2 separate regions of the Gossypium hirsutum genome follow, and region 2 is linked to region 1. The links are chromatin contacts, called in public Hi-C maps. All regions are on one chromosome and are shown on one strand. The core of a region is the stretch at or near the end of the contact, and the rest is flanking DNA. Distances in the headings are between cores, read along the strand shown. Region 1 overlaps LOC121232022 (signal recognition particle subunit SRP68). Region 2 holds the start of LOC121232028 (protein bicaudal C homolog 1-A).

Region 1 (6,266 bases), core at 2,157-4,656:
ATCACTTCTTTGAGGCTGATGTTGATGATTTAGCATACACTCTAGGCCAGTGCAGGTAGTGCTGAAAATGTGAAAGATGACTTAAATGGTCTGGATAAGGCTGTTAGTGCTGTTCTAGGTCAACGAACAATTGAGCGCAATCAGTTGTTGGTTAGCATTGCAAAGAGCAAACTTACAAGACGTCGTGATGACAAAAACGAGAAAGTCACCAAGCCTGAGGAGTTGGTCCGCTTATATGATCTTTTATTACAGGTGAGGAAGGGAATATCTGTTTTTGGCATGCGTTGCTTTCCAGGAAAAGAAGCTTGTACTAATTCTTAGTTCGCTTAATTGATGCTATTTGGCAGAATACAGCTGATCTATCTGATTTAGTTAGTTCTGGAAGAGATAGAAAACCTGAAGAAGTGACCTTTGCTGAAGAGTGTGAACTTAAAAGTTTGGCCTTCCGAGCTGAAAGGTTAATTTCTCTTACATAACTCTATAAAGTCTTCCTTTTTATTGGGTAGCATATTTATGCTTAAATATCTGCATCAACCAGTTCTAAATAATATCCTTGTTCTCCTTTTCCAAGAAAATAAAATATTATTTTTGACCTCTGGATGATGACATTCTGCAGTTTTCTCCAGTTTCTTCATTTGAAGGATTTTTCTCCTTCGTGGTGCTGTTAGGAGTAGTGAAATAGAATCGTTAATTTCCTGCATTTCAAATGATGAAATTAAGTTGACTTAGAAGCGATTCATTGTTTTTTAACATTAATTTCGGGTGCATTACTACAAGAGGTTGCCTTGTGAAACTGATGCATGGACCTCTGGATTTCTTTGCAGGTGCTTCTACTTGGCAAGATCATATAGTTTAGCTGGAAAGAGATCCGAAGCATATGCGCTATACTGCCGTGCTCGCTCTCTCGCCGAGAATGCCCTATGGAAGTTTCAAGCTCATAGTAAAACCGATCAGTTGTCTATATTTAATAGGGTTCGCCTTCCCCACTATTTTTGGTATATTTTCTGTGTTAAACTGCTGAATGCATGTATATATGCAAATGACGTGCTTGACACTTGCAACGTTTTCTTTAGCACTGTCTCTTAACTTTGGGTTCAGACATCTGATCCGTATTTAGTTGGTACCTTTATATTATTTACAGGTGATGATCAAAGAGTTGAAGACTTTATATGATGAATGCCGATCTTACAGTTGCATAGAGCATGCAACTGGAATTATCGAGGAGGTGAAAGCTCCTGAGAATCTTTCAAAGAAAATATCTACTATATCACTAACTGGAGCTGACAAGAAGGTATAATTTATATTTAAAAAGTTTCCTATTTACATGATGAGTTCTCAAGTAGTCAATCAGTTAGGGATGGCAATGGAAATTGCAGAGTCAGATATTTGTGGATATTTGACTTACTTTTTTGCATATTCAAATATTGCGGATTCGGATTTGAATAAATTATTTACCATCCATAGTGGATTGGCGCGGATGTGGATATTAACCCTTCGATATTCATTATCCAGAATTTCAAATATGCTCTACTTTTGGAGATAACGAATTCAGATATCTGTTATCTGAATCCACTTTACTTTTGTGGGTTACGGAGCCAGATTCAGATATCCAAATCCATTATCCATTTTATTTTTGAAAAACTTTTGGACTTGCTATACTAAAATATTTAGTGGATTTTTATATCCTACAGATAATTGAATTAATTCCGATTTGGATTCCAAATAATAATACTCGTAGATTTAATGCAAATATTAAGCAGATTTGCATATTTAGATTTGGATTTTGTAGAAATTGCATAATACCCACTGGCATCCTTAACTAATTTTGAATCCTATAGAAATTATCACGATAACATTTATTTCCATTGTTGCATAAACTCCTTCGTTCATGATAATTTGTTTTGCTTATGATCCCGATTTTGCTACATTGTTGTAATGATGCTGCTTTGGAGTGGTTCAGGTGGAAAAATACCTACTCGAGAAACTCGATCTCTACGAGCCCGCAATTAGTGAGTCAAATGTGAAAGCTGTTCCGCGTATAGAACCCTTCCCGCCGGCCTTCCAGTCAATACCCCGTAATCCAATCGTTTTAGACTTGGCTTATAATGCCATTGATTTCCCATCTATAGAAAACAGGATGAAGAAAGACAAGAAGGGTTTCATTAGTAGGCTTTGGGGTTGAGTTACAGTTCAAGGTAAGATTTGATTTGAAAGGAATAGAACCAAAAATTAAAAACCGCTTTCTTTTCACATGCTTTTGACTTTTGACGTTTGACTTCATGATTTGGTTAACTGCAAAATTTTGGTATTTAGACTGAGATGATGTGAAATATTTTGGACAGTAAAAAATCGTTTTTTTTTATTTGGATGATTTTCAGATTCTGATATTAGTTTTATTGTATCTGATCGGAATTTCCTTAAATTTGAGATCTGAATCCATTTTTATTTTAGTTTAGATATCTGAATTTGTTTTGCTTGTATGGATAATAGATTTTGACTGATCTTACAGATTTAATTTTTGTTTAATTTTGAATTATTATTTTGTTAAGCCAATATTTTTATCTTCAAATGCAGTTTTGGATGGAAATATTTAAATAGATGTTTTACCATGTAAAATTAAAGGGATAAATATCACAATTATACAGGAACTTTGATCTAATGTATAATGTCATATATGAATTTTGATTTTATGAAATTTGTATTTGATTCAATTTTTATAGTAACTAACTAACATTATCGATATATTATGTACATAAACAATTATATTAATTTAATCTGAAAATAAATAAATGCATTTATTAATTTAAATGTATACAGTTAAATTAAAATTAATTCTTTTGTACTTACAATTGAAGTTAAAATTAATTGACTAAAATTTATATATAAATTCGGTTTTTATCCTTAAATTAAAATTTTATAAAATACATTAGTGGATCATGTTTTTAATTCTTATTTATCATCTAACATTAAAATTCTCACAGCCAAAAAACGGTAAAGTTTCTTAAATATTTATATTGAATTTTCTAACTATTTTCCTTTTTGAAATTTATTTCAACTATATATTATTATATATTTAAAATTGGAATATTTTTTTAATGTTATTTTAATATTTAAAATATGATTTATATGTTCAAATTAAATTTTATGAATAATTTATATTAATTATTTAAAAAATATTTAATCTCATATTTAATAAATCAAAACATGAATAATGAGTTACAATCAATTAATTTTTATATTTTTATTATAATTCTAAGTTGATAGATTTCATATATAATAATATTAGTGAATTTAAATATTATTTAAATGTATATTATATATTTTACACATTTTATATGATTAATATTTTTATAGAAGGTCTTCCCTTAGGCGATGGGCAATTGGGCCTCTAAACTAACATGCCTGAAATGGGCTTATGGATCTTGTACCACTCTGATCAAAATCATTATAAGCTTTTAATGGTGGTGGAGAATAATAGGATTCATGCAAATTATAAACTCAATTTTTCTCTTCATTTCTTCCTCATTTTGTTCCATCTTCTTGTTTTTTTAAAAAAAAAACCTTAAATCAAACCCTAAATCCGTTAAGGTTAAAAAACTCTACAAACACTAAAACATGTTTTTAGATAATATTAAAATAATAATAATAATAATAACAGATACATGTCCTTCATTTAATTTTTGTTGTGAAGTTAAATTACTAGGGACTTTGGTAAGTAAAATTGTGAAGTTGGGTAAGGGAAGAAAAAAGTCTCCAAATTGAGGCAAAGTAAGTGAATTTGGGTGTACGTATGAGATTGGATTCTTAAAGGTGTGATTAAGAGAAAGGAAAATGTGGAGGACCATTTGGTCTATTGTTCCAATAATACAATTACCATTGCCTAACCTTTTTTTTCTCCTCCTTTAAAAAGGAGAGAGATAATGGTCCAATATTCTCTACCAAACATTTGCCTTTCCTTTTATTGATAACATGAAGCTTGCATTGCATGCTTCATCAACTATTTCTCTTAGTAAAAAACTAAGTGGCATCAATGCATTCAAAATCACCCAATTTTTTCTTCTCCAATACACTTACCAGCATTTTTCATCAAGTATAAGATTATAGGATAATACTTGGTGTAGGACCAAATTTATGCTCGGGCCCAAAGCTCACAAACCCAAACTCAAATACACTACACAGCCCAACTAATTTATGCCATGACCCAATACGAGAAACCATCCACTACCTCCATCACCCCCACACCCTACTAAATCACCCCACTAAATCACCCCACTAACTCCATCATCCCACTAAACCATCCACTATCTCCATCACCCCACTTGCCTATAAAAAGAAAGGGCAATCAGTTGTAAAAGTTGGCTATAAAAGCCATTCAAAACTATTGTACAAGGGGGGAGTTCTTTTTTGGAGATTAATCAAATATCAAAGCAAAAGAGGTTTTTTTTGTCTATTCTCGTTTTAAATTCTTTTTTGTTTATTGTTTTCCTTTCAATTTTATTTTGTTTTCTTATACGAAAATAAAAATAAAAGGAAGAAGCTTACCTATTTTAGAATTACCGAAAAATATTTTTTTTTAGGTCCAGCTGCCTTGCACGGTGCCGCCGACGGTGGCCCGTGGGGGTCCGGTGACCGGAACAAGGCAGAACCGATGGCCGGATTTAGAAGGAAGGGGGAGAGTGTTATTTTTAATATTGTTATTATTATTATTATATTATTATTATACTTATTTTATTACTGTTACTATTATTTTGTATATATTTATTATCATTATTGATTTATTATTATTATTAGAAACATTTTTTTATTTTTTTATTTTTTTATTTTTATATTATTATTTTTATTAATATATTATTATTATTGTCTTCTATTTTGTTGTTGTTATTATTATTTTAATCGTTATTACTATGTTTATTGTTATTGTAGCATTATTCTATTATTACTATTATTATAGTTAATTAATTCTACATTTTCATTACCCTATATATTTTCTTTTTATATTTGTTTTATCCCTCCATATGTATATATATTATCGTTTTCACATTATTATTTTTATGTATAGATCCTTTCTTTATCTATGTATATATATTATATTTTCATATATACAATTTATTTCTTTTGAAGATCCCGTTTTAAAACTATACTCTGCCTATTTTGACTATTTTCTTATTATTAATATGTGTATTACAGGAATCCTTTTTCCTATTTTCTTCTGTTTTATATATTTATATAATTGTTTTTATTTCTTTTGTTTGTACCATTATTAACATGTTACCACTACCATTTTATTAATTGTCATTAAATCTTTTTTTTTGCCACTATGTTTTATTGTTAATATGCATCGTTCAGCTTATTATGGTAATATTATTTGCATGTGACATACCATTATTTTCGTTTTTTTAAATTTTAATTGCCCAAATTAATTTATTCACAGATCTATTCTCAATTGTTTTTAAAATAATGGCAATGTTCGGTATTTAAAGACTTTGAAGAATCGTGCCCTAACGTATTGGGTTTTGCTTTCTTTGTTTGTCTTGAATATTCGGATATCCTCTTACCAGTTCACTCTAAAAAATTTTCAAAATAAAGGCAATGGTCGGTATTTAAAGAATTCGAAGAATCGTGCCCTAACGTACTGGGTTTCGCTTTCTTTGTTTGTTTTGAATATTCGAATATCCTCTTAAGGCTAAAGCGCATGTTTAAAAGGCAAGCTCACAATTGAGGGTAAAAAATATTGTGTCCTAACGTACTGGATGTAATGTTTTACCTTGAGGTGAGATGGTCTTTAATACACATTTGACTTACCTAAATGTTTTAAAAGCCAATAAAAAGAGGATCGCGTTTTGAACTCTGTCCAAATCTTTAATTTTCGACATTAAGACACTAAATAATCAATCAAGTACCAATTTTGGGCGTGTTGAGGGTGCTAGTCCTTCCTCGTACGTAACTGACTCCCGAACCGGTTTGCTATTTTCGCAGACCAAAATCGTCGTTTTGGAAAATTTATTTATTTCTTAAAAACGACCGTGTTTTGAGGTGATCCAATCATACCCTATTAAAAACGATTGGTGGCGACTCCCAACTTTTCATTTTCAAAAGTCGATTTCCCGTTTTCAAAAAAACGGTTTCGACACTTGGTATACTGGCAGAGGAGTCTTTAATCTCCATAATTAGGGTTGGGGATGATGAAAGTACCCTATAGGCAGAAACGAAACCAAAACTTTGTTTTTGGGGGCAAAGTTAAATTATAAAATTTTAAAGGGATTAAA
Region 2 (6,645 bases), core at 2,855-5,354, 130 kb after region 1:
CACCAACGGACTCTTCGAGATTAACCACTCGATTTTCCAACCTCGATAGCATATCCCTCGATCGACTAGCCTTTCTAGGCCTCTCACGAGTCTTCATTGGCTCATTCTGATCAACAACTTCTTTCAACATCTCTCAAAAGTGCTTTCGAACAGGCTCTGATACCAACTGTCATGGACTTAATATTCTTGCCTCACAATCCGTGCGGCCTTAGGTAGTTACTTGCTCCAAAAATGCCTAAGTCAGCCTAACTTCCACAAAAGAAGGATTCAACAGAATTCCTCCCAAAAACACAACTCAAATGAAAGCAATTCAAAGCCAAACAAGATGAACGAAGAACGAATCAAGAACAAGCCACAGAAAATAAGAACACAATAGAGAAAGAGAAATTTGAGTGAATGCTCTCAAGAATACTTATTGCTAAAAAAAAACTTAAGTGCTTTACAATGAGGGGAGAGGCCTCTATTTATAGTTGAGTCTCTCCAAATCCAACGGTACAAATCAAGTACATCAACGGCTACGATTAAAGGGTATCTACAAATCAAATCTCTAAGATTACAAAATCATATCTTCTAAGATTACATATCATATCTAAGATTGCATATCTTCGAAGATCATGTTTCCATATTTGTCGAGCTTGTAGATGGACCTTCAATCTCTTCAAGTAACGGGCCAGTCCGATTGGGCCAAATGACCTCCTTCCTTCTTGATGGATCGCACAGATGTGTCATGGTTGCGGGCTCTCATGCACAACCCATGACACTAGCCATATCACATGGTATGATATACACTTCCAAAATCATATTCAAATACTTCTAGTTTGTACATGCCATACTTCAATATTCACATTTTCAAAAGGTATCAAAATAGTGTTCGATAGTATGGTGATGATCCTTGACGATCCCCGAGCTCCCGATAGCTTCAATATCTACAAAACAATTGTAAACATACACAGAGTAAGCTTTTAAAAGCTTAGTAAGCCATATACAAATAAACTTATCTCATAACACATTTCTAAACCAATTCATTCATATAGCTCATGGAAAAATACAATCACATATTAATATGTCTTATATAGCTCATTTGATCATAATTCACTTACATATAACACATTTCATTCTCATAATAATTCACACATATATCATATGTCCACAAATGTACATATACTTACCTTTTTTTCTCAAACATGATATATATTTCAAACGTACCTGAATTGGATACACATTCACATAGTCATTCGTTTCTCGAAATGCTCGTTGAACCGTACGGAATCAAATAGGATACGTGGATAGCTTGAAAAGCTCATACAATGCCAACATCCCAGACGTGGTCTTACATGTAATCAAATATCGATGCCACTGTTCCAGACAGGGTCTTACACAAAATCAAATACGATGCCGATGTCCCAGACATGGTCTTACACGTAAACCTCAAATCGATGTCAACGTCCCAGATGTGGTCTTACACGAAATCACACATCGAAATCCTATGTCATGACATATGTATCCTAACTATTCCTATGCTTCATACGGGACTTTTCAAACGTCGTCACATTATCGGAACTTTCTCGGATTTCTCATTTTCAACTCAAATAGCCATTCTTCACTATTCATTTAACATATAAGCAATAATAATTCAATTCAAACACATTTATTTGTATATCGACTTACCTTGTACAGGAATGAACGGAAACGAACGGCTATTCAACTACTTTCAACTTTTCCCGATCTAATTTCATTTTCTTTGGTTCTTGATCTATACACATTCAAATTTAACTATTTTATTCAACAAACCATTCAATTCAATCCATATGTACATATTTAGGGCATTTTACAAATTAGCCCTCACATTTTCACTTTTTACTTTTTGACACTTTAGTCCCTAATTCATAGAATCAAAAAATACACATAATTTCATGTTACACATGCTAGGCCGAATTTTCCTCTAGCCCATATATTTTATTTATTTCACATTTTAGTCCCTCAAAATCTCATTTTCACAATTTAGCCCATAATAATCAAATTCATCAAAAATCCCAATACAAAACATATTTATCTATCATCAAGCTTCCATATTTCATCAATTAACGTCACAAAACTCACAATTTCATCAATGGTATAACTCAAAATCATCATCGGTTCTAGAAATTAAGACATGGGCTAGATAGAACACTAAGCAATAATCACAAAAACATAGAAATTATCGAAAACAGATCAAACCCTTTCTTTTCTTATATTTTCGGTATGAAAAGATGAACAAAATGGCCACATTTTTGTTTTTTTTAATTAATACATAATAATACATCAATTACCATTTTATCCATGATTAAGAAACATATAAAAGATTAACATTAAGGCCATTAATGTCCACTCACCATGTAAATGATATTTTAGCAGTTTAGTACTTTAACAAATAGCAAGTCACTTTTGCACTTTACACGATTAGGTCCTTTTTCTAAATTAGGCATACAAACGATCAAATTTTTATATGAAACTTTCACACATATTAATTCACGTATTATAAGCACAGAAAATAATATTAAAATATTTTTTTGACTCGAATTGGTGTCCCGAAACCACTATTCCGACTAGGATCTAAACTGGGCTGTTACACCGTAGCTCGAACTCGACGATAAGGTCAGGATTCGGGCGTTACATTTATCCTTTAGGATTTACAATAATTATCCTGACAAAATATAATGTTTACAATTTAGCCAGGTTCCAAGTAGATGGGCTTTGAGTCTTTTCCAAGCAATGGGTCAATTCAGTTGGGCCGAATGACCCCCAATGAACAAAAAGGAACATCAAAGTGTGCCTTGGTCGCGGGTTTCTTTACAAATCCTGTGACACTGGCACAAGCTATTGCTAATATTAGGATTTGTGCTCTTAATTTCGTCATGATTGCTTGTATATTTTTTTTCCAAATTGATTGAATAAATGAAATTAACACACGTTCTTTTGCTTAATTTTTATATGATTGTTTGCAATGGTTTTTATATAAAAAGTAAAATCCATAAGAAAATAATAGCTCATTGGTTACCTAAGGTTTAACTAATAGTAAGTTGATTATCTAGACAATTATAATGCGAGAAGATAACTATTATTAGTAAGTAATCTAAATTATCCATGGTATATAGAATCTTATAGAGAAAATGATTTAATTTTAAATAAGATTATTATGTCGTCTATAAATACAATTGGGAAAATGCCCATCTTGGCTATCGAAACTAATTTGACTCCTAAAAATAGAAATATAGTTGTGATTGTTTAGACTAAATCCAAGATGAATTTATCCTAGAGCTGTTTATGGTTTTTTCACTTATGACATTCATTGTGCTAATTACCTTAATCCAATGTAAGTGAATCGTCATGTGTGTATAAATGATACATTTTGATATATTAAAAGCCTATGCTCTCATGGTAGTGGGTCAAAAGTTGGTATATTGAGCAAATGACTTGTGCATGACATGATTTCACTTACAGTAGTGGAATCATAACTTAAAAAAAAAGAGTGACATCCTCACTGGTATTGTATGAATTATAAAAATGGAGCGTGACCATAGGTTATTTGTTTACGATGAATGACTAATCATTGCTGTTTGTAAGTGATAGTCGTTTTCATTGCAAAAGATAAAATGTTGATCATCAGATAAAATGGATCGGATTAGGTGATGAACTTAACCTAAAGGGGTCAATGATATCTTATGAGATAACACACATATTTGACAATGTCATTGGATAAAGGTTTCGTGTATGTAGTTTTCATAATGGTATATAATTAAATAAATTTAATTATATATGTTTGTGGATCAAATTGATAAAAATTTGTAAATGTAGATGTTTAAATTTATTGAATTATTTAGAATTATGATCAACTTGATAGAATGTGTAAGTATTGATGACTAAATATGTTATTATACCGATTAGAAAAAGATCACATCATCACTTTAATTAACAATTAAATAAAAAGTGACAAAAAAACCTAAAATATAAATAATCAAAAAATTTATATTTAAGACATTAATAACTAAATTAAAAATTATTATAATTAAATAATAACAAAAATACGCTAATAATTGTTAACTCCAAAAGGATTGAGGGCAAGGAAGAAGGAAAATAAAAAACAACACGGGGCTGACTCAGAGAGTCCTCTCCTTTGTAGGTAATGAGGACACGTGTTATTACCCAAACATCACTTCCACAGTGTCTTCCCACTTCACTTTCTTGTATTTCAGCTTCTCTTTCCCACCCGTTACCCCCCAAACCCCCCACTTATGGCTGATATACAGCAATCCTATGACCAGCTAAACGGCGTCGTACCACCCTCCGTCGCCGTCGTTTCATCCGACACCGTTGGATCCAAACGCCAAAGACGTCCCAGCGTTCGATTAGGCGACATTGGTGGCGACCAATCCTATGATTCTCACACACGAAGACCCACAGCTCCCTCCGCCGTATCTGCCGCCTCTAAGCAATGGAAAAACCAACCCCACCATTCGTTAAACACCTCAGTCGGCGGTTTGAATTCTAAATCGTCAAAAACTCGCACTGTTCCCAATCTCGCCGCCGCTGACACCACCAACAACGGCACCTTCGATGACGAAAGAGAAGCTAACGAAAACAATAATAATTTAGACGGCGTCACAATTGGTAGCTGGAGGGTTAAAGATATCAAGAAACGGGGACCCGCTATTAAACGGATCAGATCCAATTGGGTTCCTAAATTCGACAATTCTAGCGGCGGAAACGCTAATATCAACGGCGAAAACAACACGGAAGATAAATACAGTGGTGGTGAAGATAACGATTGTTTCGATATGGAGAATTCAGAGAGTCCCATTAAAGAACAGAGTCCAATTCATTGTTTGGATAATTTGGGTATCCACAGAAGGAGACCAGTGCATGAAGATGGGGTTCGAATATGGCTAAATAAATTGGGTTTAGGAAGGTACGCTCCACTTTTCGAGATCCATGAAGTTGATGATGAGGTTTTGCCATTGCTAACATTGGAAGATTTGAAAGATATGGGAATAAATGCAGTTGGTTCTAGAAGGAAAATGTTTTGTGCTATTCAGAAGCTTAGTAAAGGGTTTTCATAACGTTTTTGCAGTGATGGAGATATTTATCCGCCATTGCAATGTAAGTTAAAGCTTTTATTAGCTCTTTCTCTGTTTACATTAACATTTGGTGTAGTGAAGTAGGAGAATCATTAGGGTTTTTTTTTGTAAAAGTATCATTGACGGAGTATTGTATTTTTACGTTTTCACTCGTAGCAAATTAGTCCCTATACATTATATTATATTATATCAAAGAGCAAATTGTCCAATTCTAGGTAAAAAATTGGTCTTTTTTCTGTGGCACTGAAATTGTCCAGTTGTTTTGTCAATATCGTTAATTTTTAATAATAAATATTGATGAAAATTTTACTAGAAGAGATAAATTTACTCTTTAATCAAATGTACAGGGATTAATTTATTCATTTTTAAGAATAAAATGCATTTTGAATTTTAGTAGAGCGGGTTTGTATGGTAGTTTTACTGGGTTTTTGGTTAGATTTTTAAGGTGCTCTTTTGTTAAGTTAATGCTAACTATTGTTGAGAATTTTAATAGAAAAAAAAGAAAGTGAGACAAGATAATATTAGCTTGTATTTTGGTTAAAGAAAAGTGCTTGACGAAAATTAAAGTATTTTCAAATCATATTCCTATTGTTTTCTCATTGAATGGAATATATGTTTTACAATTAGATGCTATATTGTTATTTCTTTAAGCTATGAGACTAGTGATTTGTGTTGTGAAGGCTAGACCCTTTTAGGGAAGGCGCATTTGATGCACTTAACTAAAAAGTAATTAGAGGTTATTGTATTAAGAATTGGGCTGCAATTTGTTCTTTTCATTCAGGAAATAGGTAAATTAATTTTTATATGTTAGATCAAAAAATAAAATAATGCTTTTGGTAAAAAATTTACATTTTTACTGTTAAAAATTGGTCAATATACATTAGCATGTGGTATACGTGACACGCCACGTGCCTGTTGTTGATTATTTTGTCAATCACTTCAGTTTTTAACAGTATAAATGAATAAAAAATTTAACAGAAAAAACTAATTTACTCTTCAATCATATGTAAAGAGATTAATTTGCCTTTTTAGTAGAAGGAATAAAATGTAATTTACCAAGTTGCTAGTGGATAGAAATGCACCATGTAGCCTTGACAACATGCATTGTGATTACTGTGACGTATTCATCCAGAAGGTTAATAGCTTGGAATGAAGCAATGGCGCAATAAATGTTTCTTTGCTACGGTTGTTGAAGTTTCTATATTTGTTCCCTCTAGAAACAAAATTGTCAAACATATAGCTAATTTGGTTGACCTTTATTCAAGAGAAATATATTTAATTGCTATTGAAAACTAGAAAAAGTTTTAACACATCATAATATCATGCCAAAAACTAGGTGGAGCAGCTTCTTCCACCTAGGGTAGTTCATCTTCAATCCCAAGTCCCTTTGCCAAAGCCAGTTTTAGTGGATTTGTTTTAGGGCCATATGCATGAATGCATTTTTTGTTTCTTATATGGGTAACTATACCTAAGATCATTAAACTATTAGTTGATTTATATTTTAATTACTCAACTTCAATAAGTTATAAAA

The links. Hi-C and Micro-C count contacts between places; a contact is called where the count stands out from the background.
Region 2: a Hi-C map of leaf shows a contact between it and region 1, with 1.6 times the contacts expected there. The contact joins the promoter of LOC121232028 here to the enhancer-like site in region 1.

The regions. Positions count from the first base shown.
Region 1 is chrA07:6,067,430-6,073,695 of Gossypium_hirsutum_v2.1, forward strand. LOC121232022 (signal recognition particle subunit SRP68) reads left to right here. Exons shown (of 14, transcript XM_041117349.1): 10 at 46-252; 11 at 348-457; 12 at 825-972; 13 at 1,142-1,291; 14 at 1,961-2,455. The coding sequence ends at 2,182. Among protein-coding and RNA genes, the nearest start is that of LOC121232022, 7.2 kb to the left of the region's middle. Within about 2 kb of position 3,407, at least 4 of the 9 cell types and tissues checked have an H3K27ac peak or open chromatin away from gene starts, as enhancers often do. A contact at or near this core is called in leaf, where this site is marked.
Region 2 is chrA07:6,194,772-6,201,416 of Gossypium_hirsutum_v2.1, forward strand. It overlaps LOC121232028 (protein bicaudal C homolog 1-A), which reads left to right and starts at 4,105. Exons shown (of 1, transcript XM_041117361.1): 1 at 4,105-5,510. The coding sequence starts at 4,272. The coding sequence ends at 5,096.